Linked DNA regions of Salvelinus alpinus: region 2 is linked to region 1. The links are chromatin contacts, called in public Hi-C maps. All regions are on one chromosome and are shown on one strand. Each heading gives the region's core, a stretch centred on a gene start, on an enhancer-like site or on the middle of the called end of the contact. The rest is flanking DNA. Distances are from core to core; before and after follow the strand shown. Region 1 holds the start of LOC139560454 (RING finger protein 11-like). Region 2 holds the start of LOC139560628 (dystrobrevin alpha-like).

Region 1 (5,335 bases), core at 911-3,410:
TTGTGGTATCCAATCGCTAGTAATTACTATCTTGTCTCATCGCTACAACTCCCGTACGGGCTCGGGAGAGACGAAGGTCGAAAGTCATGCGTCCTCCGAAGCACAACCCAACCTAGCCGCACTGCTTCTTAACACAGCGCGCCTCCAACCCGGAAGCCAGCCGCACCAATGTGTCGGAGGAAACACCGTGCACCCGCCCCCTCGGTTAGCGCGCACTGCGCCCGGCCCGCCACAGGAGTCGCTGGAGCGCGATGAGACAAGGATATCCCTACCGGCCAAACCCTCCCTAACGACGCTAAGCCAATTGTGCGTCGCCCCACGGACCTCCCGGTCGCGGCCGGCTGCGACAGAGCCTGGGCGCGAACCCAGACTCTGGTGGCGCAGCATAGCACTGCGATGCAGTGCTCTAGACCACTGCGCCACCCGGGAGGCCCTTAATCAGCTTCTTGATATATCACACCTGTCAGGTGGATGGATTATCTTGGCAAAGGATAAATATTCTCTAACAGGGATGTAAAGAAATTTGTGCACAACATTTGAGAGAAATAAGCTTTTTGTGCTTATGGAAAAATTCTGGGAACTTTTATTTCAGCTCATGAAATATGGGACCAACACATGTTGTGTTAATAATTTTGTTCAGTATATATACACTACCGTTCAAAAGTTTGGGGTCACTTAGAAATGTCCTTGTTTTTTAATTAAAGCACATTTTTTGTCCATTAAAATAACATCAAATTGATCAGAAATATAGTGTAGACATGGTTAATGTTGTAAATGACTATTGTAGCTGGAACTGGCAGATTTTTTATGGAATATCTACATAGGTGTACGGAGGCCCATTATCAGCAACCTTCACTCCTGTGTTCCAATGGCACGTTGTGTTAGCTAATCCAAGTTTATCATCTTAAAAGGCTAATTGATCATTAGAAACCCCTTTTGCAATTATGTTAGCACAGCTGGAAACTGTTATGCTTATTAAAGAAGTAATAAAACTGGCCGCCTTTAGACTAGTTGAAAATCTGGAGCATCAGCATTTGTGGCTTCGATTACAGGCTCAAAATGGCCAGAAACAAAGAACGTTCTTCTGAAACTCGTCAGTCTATTCTTGTTCTGAGAAATGAAGGTTATTCCATATGAGAAATTGCCAAGAAACTGAAGATCTCGTACAACGCTGTGTACTACTCCCTTCACAGACCAGCGCAAACTGGCTCTAACCAGAATAGAAAGAGGAGTGGGAGGCCCCGGTGCACAACTGAGCAAGAGGACAAGTACATTTGAGTGTCTAGTTTGAGAAACAGACGCCTCACAAGTTCTCAACTGGCAGCTTCATGAAAGGTGAGTAATTGCATTTCTGATGTCCAGAAGCTCTTTTCGGTCATAAGAGATGGTAGCAGCAACATTATGTTCCAAACAAGTTACGAACAACGCAAAAAAAAGAAAACAAACTAGCAATAGTTCTTCCTGGCTGTATGAAATAACACTATCCTGCCGATAGAGTGTATATAATCGCAAATCTAATATAGATTTTCTGGGCTAGCAATGTAAGAAATAATACTGCAAAGTTTCCTATTGACTAGAAGCGAGGCAGCCCTCTCTGTCGGCACCATCAGCACTTAATGATTCTCTACCCTATACTCTACACTACACTATACTTAATTGTTTTGTTACATAAACTGAAATTAGGTGAACTATTAGAATTTTTGCATTGAAGAAATGGCGGAGCGATTTCTGCATAGTGCATCTTTAATTATTAAGCAAGTGAGGAGTTTTTGAGAGAGTGTGGAATTTAGTTGAGAAAAAAATGAAAAGTTTTTTTGATACCTGAGGCTTATTTGATCTAATAAAAGTTAAGTAATGCTTAGGTTGTTATGAGCATACTGATAATAAGTGTGATGCACGTGACATTCTGGTAAACTGAGAAAAAACACAATTCATTGAATTGTCCCTGTTGAAATTCAAGGCATCTATGCATATTCATGAGGCTAGAATAGCATCTCACTCTCCATTGAATACAGGCGGTTGACGTCAACTCCCTTATCGAATATTGAAAATATATTCAAATAACGAGATGTATCTACCAATCCAGAGAGGAATGGGCGGGAGCTTGACATCCCGCTGTTCCGCTCTATGGACAGCGAATCCCATTGTTAGGGCGGAGTCACAAGCATCTTGTCATTTTGTCCAGGATCTCTGATAACATTGCTAGCCAGACAGTTATTAGTGAATTTTTTTCGCGAAGTCAGTGGTCGATATTTGTGCAAAATATTCATTTTCTATCGCTTGATGTTGTTATGGTAGTTGCTTTTTAAGCGAACGTTTTACATTTCAAATCGTAGACCGAGGAATGAGTGATTTTCATTTAGGAATAACATGTCGATAACATTAGCTAGCTAGGCGAAGTAGCTAACGTTAGCTACTGTTATTATCTAGCTCTTTGTTTTGACTGTGATGGTCTGATGATGTTGAATAGCTTGGACAGCTGCTGGGGGCTCGATATAGTATTCGTATGAACAGACATATTATATTTTAATGGGTTGTTAAACAGTAGTTAATGTGTAATACCGTTACTTCTGTAACGAGTGGAGGATACATGTGGTTGTAAACTAACAATAGTAAGTTTACAAGCTAGCTACTATAGCTAGCTAAACAACGAGGGGCTGAGAAGAGGACATGGGAAATTGTCTCAAATCGCCGACGTCGGACGATATATCTTTGCTTCACGAGTCTGACAGAGGAAGTTATGGGGACGCAGACGCGGATTTGGAGCCACCTCCGCCTTACCAGGTCAGACTTAATATTAACTTAGCTAGATAGTTTTATTAGTTATTTAGCTAACAAACGTTAGTAGGGTGAAGTAGGGTTATGATAATTGACAGAATTATGCAAAACCCAGGGTAGGGGTCAAAGGCATTTAACATCTTGGGAATCTGGTCAAAACATTTTCTGATTATTTAGCTAGCTGGTTGATGTATTTTCTTTTGTACTCTTCCAGACCATTTATGACTCATTCATCTAGCTCGGTAACGTTATAGTTTAAAGTTGCTGTCAAATGTATAGTTTCAATTTGCCTTCAGATTAGTCCGAATGAAAGATTTAAAGACCAGGGGAAATAATAGGTTTTGAATATTTTGATATATATATATTTTTTAGTCAGTTAAGCACGAATTCTTATTTACAATGGCGGCCTACCCCGGCCAAACCTGGACAAGGGCCAATTGTGCTCAGCCCTATGGGACTCCCAGTCACGGCCAGATGTGATACAGCCTGAATTCGAACCAGGGACTGTAGTGACACCTTAGACTATGCAGTGCCTTAGACTACTGCGCCACACGGGAGTCCATAGTGCATTAAAATTATTATTTTCATAGCTAGGTATTGCAACTGATTATGGGTCTGAGTTTTCATATTACAATAGTTTAACAAACCCAGTTACACAAAGGAAAAAACACACACGCAGCACTTTTGTTGCCCAAATGCTTTTAAATCTCACAAAAGTGTTCCTTTTGCCAATAATGTCCATAATGGGCAGTTTTTGTCAACTGCTTTATCCACGGCAGGGTGGATAACAGTACAACAGTATCTATGGGCTTAAAAAGCCTAAATGAAAAAACTTTAGCTGACATGAAATTTCTGACAAGTTAGAAATAGCTCTCTAAGGTATGCAATGACTAACATGACAAGAGGAACTGATGATGCACTGCCCAATTTCAGAATTGCACCTTGTGCATTCTACTATTACAACTAGGTGTCATCTGGCATCAACTTTATCAATTGAAACCAATATAAGCCCAGCCACTCTTATAGGCAGGGTGAAACCGAGCTAGGAGGGGTGCCCATCCCACCTCACCCATACAGTGATTGATAAAACACTGGGTTGTGCGATCAGTCCAGTTGAGTTGGCATGTGTATTGACTCTCCTCTGTATGTGTGTCTTTTCTCCAGGAGCAGGCTCACATGCCGGTGTACCACCCCACCCCCAGCCAGGCCCGCCTGGCCACCCAGCTGACTGAGGAGGAGCAGGTCCGTATCGCCCAGCGTATCGGCCTCATCCAGCATCTTCCCCGGGGCGTCTATGACGGAGGCCGGGACGGCTCCGAGAAAAAAATCAGAGAGTGAGCATCTGCATACCACTGTTTTTATTCTTTGATATTATATATTGATATAATTAGTTTACCACTGTTTTTATTCTCTGATGTTATTGATAAAGATCACTGATCATGTGACCTAACTAGGTAAAATTTCGGCCCTAGCTGTAACATTTAACTGTGTGTTTAACATAACTAGTGCCCATAGTTTTTTCTGGTCAGGTAATGTGCTCAGGAAAAATATACGACAGACTCTAATCAAAACTACTATTCATAATTGTATATAACCCATTTTCTAGGTGTGTGATATGTATGATGGACTTTGTGTACGGGGACCCCATCCGGTTCCTGCCCTGTATGCACATTTACCACATGGACTGTATAGATGACTGGCTGATGAGGTCCTTCACCTGCCCCTCCTGCATGGAGCCTGTGGATGCTGCCCTGCTTTCCACCTACGAGACCAACTGACCCCTAAGACAACCCTACCCCATTATGATGAGCTCCGCCTAGCCGCACCCCTACAAACACACACACACACACACACACACACACACACACACACACACACACACACACACACACACACACACACACACACACACACACACACACACACACACACACACACACATTCTACAACCATCACAGACTTCTTACAGCGCCACCTCCACCAGCCCCAACAAATACATACACACGCTGCCCTCCTCCCCTCCGCTTTTAACTTTGGGATAAAAAGTAGCATGGTGTCTTGGTCGGTGATGACATAGAGAGAGAGACTATGCGAACACTAGTGATTAACAATGAAAAGACTTTGACCCATCCACCCATCACCTGGATCTGGCTCTGAACTGAACTGAACAGGCTGAGTCATGGAGGACATAGGAGGACAAGCATGCAAAATATGTTTGTGTGTCTGTGGTGGACTGGGTTCCTGAGCCAGCTGTTGAATACAGTAGGCCTGGGTTGGTGATGTTATGGTGGGAAGGAGGGGGAGGGGGCTGTTACACTGCATTTCCACTTGAGCAGGTCTCGGTGGTATCCCATCCCAGCAAATTGTTCACCATGATTAGTAGTTGGGAATGGGATTGGATAATTCTCTGTAGTCTGAATTTGGCCACCAGGAGGTATCCTATCAGATTCCTTTAAAAGCCACAGCTGGCAACACGATGACATGACTTATCTGTCTTCTAAAGTCTCCAAATCCTGCACTCTGAATATGGCTTAGTAAGGGTAAAAAAGCCCCAGGA
Region 2 (5,498 bases), core at 2,650-5,149, 230 kb before region 1:
GGCTCTTTTTTTTACCACAGTCAAAGAAAGAAAAGCAAAGGGGTACAGTATTTCTGAGACATGAGCAGTTGTTTGAGTTATGGCCCTGTATTTCCCCATTTTTTTATTTTATTTTTTATTTAACCTTTATTTAACCAGGTAGGCAAGTTGAGATCAAGTTCTCATTTCCAATTGTGACCTGGCCAAGATAAAGCAAAGCAGTTCGACACATACAACAACACAGAGTTACACATGGAGTAAAACAAACATACAGTCAATAATACAGTAGAAAAATAAGTCTATATACAATGTGAGCAAACTATGAAATAGCACATATGGAATCATGTAGTAACCAAAAAAGTGTTAAACAAATCAAAATATATTTTATATTTGAGATTCTTCAAAGTAGCCACCCTTTGCCTTAATGACAGCTTTGCACACTCTTGGCATTTGCTCAACCAGTTTAACCTGGAATGCTTTTCCAACACTCTTGAAGGAGTTCCCACATATGCAACTACCTACTGTATTTATTTATTTTGCTCCTTTGCACCCCATTATTTATATCTCTACTTTGCACATTCTTCCACTGCAAATCAACCATTCCAGTGTTTTACTTAGTATATTGTATTTAGGCAAAAAAAGGCCATGGTGGCGAAGTAAATACAATATAGCAAGTAAAACACTGGAATGGTTGATTTGCAGTGGAAGAATGTGCAAAGGAGAGATATAAATAATGGGGTGCAAAGGAGCAAAATAAATAAATACAGTAGGTAGTTGCATATGTGGGAACTCCTTCAAGAGTGTTGGAAAAGCATTCCAGGTTAAACTGGTTGAGCAAATGTCAAGAGTGTGCAAAGCTGTCATTAAGGCAAAGGGTGGCTACTTTGAAGAATCTCAAATATAAAATATATTTTGATTTGTTTAACACTTTTTTGGTTACTACATGATTCCATATGTGCTATTTCATAGTTTAGATGTCATCACTATTATTCTACAATGTAGAAAAAAGTAAAAATAAAGATAAACCCTTGAATGAGTAGGTGTGTCCAAACTTTTGACTGGTACTGTATGTATTTATAGCAGCCTATATAGCCAGTTAATAAGAAGTCTCAACAATCTTGTGTTGTTTGTCGGGGAGTGTATTACACTGGGCTGCCCTGTCTCCAGTGGTGTAAAGTACTTAAGTAAAAATACTTTAAAGTACTACTTATGTAGTTTTTTGGGGTATCTGCACATTACTTTACTATTTATATATTTTTTAAACTTGTACTTTTACTCCACTACATTCCTAAAGAAAATAATGTACTTTTTACTCCATACATTTTCCCTTACACCCAAAAGTACTCATCACATTTTAAATGCTTAGCAGGACAGAAAATGGTCCAATTCACACACTTATCAAGCGAACATCCCTGGTCATCGCTAATGCCTCTGATCTGGCGGACTCACTAAACACAAATGCTTTGTTTGTAATTGATGTCTGAGTGTTGGAGTATGGCCCTGGCTATACATACATTTGAAAAAACAAGAAAACTGTGCCATCTGGTTTGCTTAATATAAGGATTTTTTAAAATAATTTGTACTTTTGATACTTAAGTATATTTTAGCAATTACATTTACTTTTGATACTTAAGTATTTTTTTTTTTTAAACCAAATACTTTGACTTTTACTCAAGTAGAATTTTACTGGGTGACTTTTACTTGAGTAATTTTTTAATAAGGTATCTTTTACTCAAGTATGACAATTGGGTACTTTTTTCACCACTGCCTCCCTCTGAGTTGTACTAGTCAGTGCTGTCTGCCTGTGGGGCCTCTGATCACCATGGTTCTTTTCTCCATAAGACAGAAAGCATTCTATACGTTTTTTAACAAGTTTGTGGTTGTTGTTCCTGAACTGACCCTGTGTCCCAATGTGAGCTCCTTACTGGAAGGAAAAAAACTCTGATACTGGCTGCACTACAAAGGTGATTAGTGAAACTGCTTCAGGAAATTGCTGCAACAACAGAAAAACTGGATCGGTGGGAATATGCTGATATATACACAATATATACAAAAGTATGTGGACACCCATTCAAATTAGTGGATTCGGTTATTTCAGCCACACCCGTTGCTGACAGGCGTATAAAATCGAGCACACTGCCATGCAATCTCCATAGACAAACACTGGCAGTAACATGGTCTTAGTGAAGAGCTCAGTGACTTTCAACGTAGCACCGTCATAGGATGCCACCTTTCTAACAAGTCAGTTCGTCAAATTTCTGCCCTGCTAGAGCTGCCCCGGTCAGCTGTAAGTGCTTTTATTGTGAAGTGAAAAATGTCTAGGAACAACAACGGCTCAGCCAAGGAATGGTAGGCCACAAAAGCTCACAGAATGGGACCGGCGAGTGCTGAAGCGTGTTGCACGTAAAAATGATCTGTCCTCGGTTGCAACACTCACTACCAAGTTCCAAACTTCCTCTGGAAGCAATGTCAGCACAAGAACTGTTCGTCTGGAGCTTCATGAAATGGTTTTCCATGGCCGAGCAGCTGCACACAAGCCTAAGATCACCATGCGCAATGTCAAGCATCGGCAGGAGTGGTGTAAAGCTAGCCGCCATTGGACTCTGGAGCGCGTTCTCTGGAGTGATGAATCACACTTAACCATCTGGCAGTCCGACGGACGAATCTGGGTTTAGCGGATGCTAGGATAACACTACCTGCCCGAATGCATAGTACCAACTGTAAAGTTTGGTAGAGGAGGAATAATGGTCTGGGGCTGTTTTTCATGGTTCGGGCTAGGACCCTTAGTTCCAGTGAAGGGACATCTTAACGCTACAGCATACAATGTCATTCTAGACGATTCTGTGCTTCCAACTTTGTGGCAACAGTTTGGGGAAGGCCCTTTCCTGTTTCAGCATGACAATGCCCCTGTGCACAAAGCAAGGGCCATACAGAAATTGTTTGTCGAGATCGGTGTGGAAGAACTTGACTGGCCTGCACAGAGCTCTGGCCTCAACCCCATCGAACACCTTTGGGATGAATTGGAATGCTGACTGCGAGCCAGAACTTATCACCAAACATCAGTGCCCGACCTCACCAATGCTCTTGTAGAACATCTTGTGGAACATCCAATGGAAAGCCTTCCCAGAAAAGTGGAGGCTGTTATAGCGGCAAAGGGGGGACCCAACTCCATATTAATGTCCATGATTTTGGAATGAGATGTTTGACAAGCAGGTGTCCACATATTTCTGGTCATGTAGTGTACCAAACTGTTGGTTGATGATGCCATAACAGTTTTACAAACGAGCCATGATAGCCATGTCAATGACTTGGTTACTTTAATTACAATGGATCCTGCTCAGCTCTGGTGTATTTCAGAAAGAACTGAGAAACACTATGATTGACAGTGTGAAATACCAAGAGCATCATTTGTCAACATTTCTTGTCAAACACACATGATGAGTGAAGAAAGGCAACAACAGGCTGTATATGACAGATTTATATGCACATCCATTGCGATAACCTGTATCCCGTTATGACAGAGGCACTACAAATGAGGCATAATAACCGTAACCCCCAAATTGTCAATCCTTCAATTCTAACAGTTGACATGCAATTTGCCTCGGGATTAAAACAAATCTCGATCTCACTAGTTCCTATGCAGTAACTTGGATTTTACACGAGTGATAATAAGGTCGTTCCAGTGCACTTGTGCTGTCTATACTTACCAGGATTTCGAGGAATAAAACTGCATTGTTTACATCCAGGATAGACGTGTCAGCCGTGTCCATAGATGTGATTACGATTAATTTAGGTCAATTGTACATTACCCCTAGAACGGTCTATTCCTGTTATTACGAACGCCTTTTGCAGTGGTGATGTGATGGAAATTTTCGAGTAGCGCAACCCAGCATTTGCCTCGAGTACGTGTGGCTTCTGCCGATGACGTAATGCGGAATCTCTTCACTTGCGTCAGTGTATTCTTTACAAATGTTGAAGTTGACAAAATAAACATACAAATACATATTGATTCAGCCATATACGTACTGTATAAACCCATGAATACAATGCACAGGAAGGATAAGTGCAGTCTGTGAAACCAAACCACATCTAAAATAAAAAAAATGGTGAGAAACTGATGAGAGAAATCTGCATCACATCAAAGTCTTTATAGTAACCTATATGGCCAGTAAATAAGAAGTCTCAACAATTTGGTGTTGTCTGTCTGGGAGTGTATTACACTGGACTGCCCTGTCTCTGAGTTGTACTAGTCAGTGCTGACTGCTTGTGGGGTCTGTAGAAACAATCCCCATCTGATATATACATTTTTTTAATGGTGAGAAACTGATGAGAGAAATTTGCATCACATCGGAGTCAGATAGGCACAGTTTAGAAATGAACAAATAAGACAAAACATTCTCCTCATGCATAGCCTGGGAAGCCGTTAGTGGGAGCTATTGATCTTCACTATCATCTGCGCTATGTGACCAGCAGGTAGTACGCTGGTGGCCCCCGTCGACCGGTTCGTACAGAAAACATCCTCCATTCAGAATGCAAAGGCATCGGTTTCCTCCTTAACTAGCTTTAATTGCGTGCCGCTGTTGGGAAAAAAACTGAAAAAATGTGCATAATGTCTTAAGAAAACACAATTTTCCACCACCATGCTAGAGTGGCTAATGCTACTTCATGATGTTGGCCACCTTGTCAACTAAGGGTAAACAACCGACTGCTGCAACCTGATTGGCTGAACGCGGTATGAAACATTCTGAAGTTGTCCAAAAATCGGAAAATGGTGGTGGGAAAGTATGTTTTATTAATACAGTACGCACATTCAAAAAGCAATCACGCGGCACACCATTAAAGCAAGTTAAGGAGGAAACCGATGTATTTGCAGCCGGAATAGAAAATGCTTTACGTACGAACCGATCGTCCAAAATCCATCTCGCTCTATTTTCTCCCACTGCCGGCCACTGGGCTTCCTACAACCACCATATTTGGTAAAGAGAGGAAACGCCAACCGGATGCTTCAGATTTATGCATCCGGTGAAACATCTGGATTGTTCTAGGCTGGGCACATTAAACCCAGACAATAGTCGAGATCCATAGCCCACACTAGGCTGCACAGGCTACCTCACACAGATAGAGAGGATGCAGAGGACAACAAAATAACACTTTCCTCACTACAGACACCCTGGTTTGAATCCAGGCTAAATCACAACTGGCCGTGATTGGGAGTCCCATAGGGCGGCGCACAATTGGCCCAGCGTCGTCTGGGTTTGGCCCGGTGTAGGCTGTCATTGTAAATAAGAATAAGAATTTGTTCTTAACTGACTTGCCTAGTTAAATAAAGATAAAAATATAGTTTACGCTACTTTGTCACGCTCTGGCCTGTCACATCATCGGGAGAAAGCGGGGAGGGAGGAGCGCCCTTCTCAAATCTAACGTAATCTATGCAGCTTGGTCAAATTGCCGACAAGGCAACATGGGGCATCATCTTTTCCAAAAACGAAATGTTAGACTTTTCAAAATAGTTTCCATTG

What was found. Hi-C and Micro-C count contacts between places; a contact is called where the count stands out from the background.
Region 2: a Hi-C map of red muscle shows a contact between it and region 1, with 12 times the contacts expected there. The contact joins the promoter of LOC139560628 here to the promoter of LOC139560454 in region 1. A contact is called at or near these places in 2 of 3 Hi-C or Micro-C datasets (muscle and red muscle).

The regions. Positions count from the first base shown.
Region 1 is chr30:32,518,912-32,524,246 of SLU_Salpinus.1, reverse strand. LOC139560454 (RING finger protein 11-like) reads left to right here and starts at 2,160. Exons shown (of 3, transcript XM_071377252.1): 1 at 2,160-2,784; 2 at 3,943-4,112; 3 at 4,385-5,335. The coding sequence starts at 2,671. The coding sequence ends at 4,556.
Region 2 is chr30:32,755,482-32,760,979 of SLU_Salpinus.1, reverse strand. LOC139560628 (dystrobrevin alpha-like) reads right to left here and starts at 3,899. Exons shown (of 23, transcript XM_071377565.1): 1 at 3,687-3,899.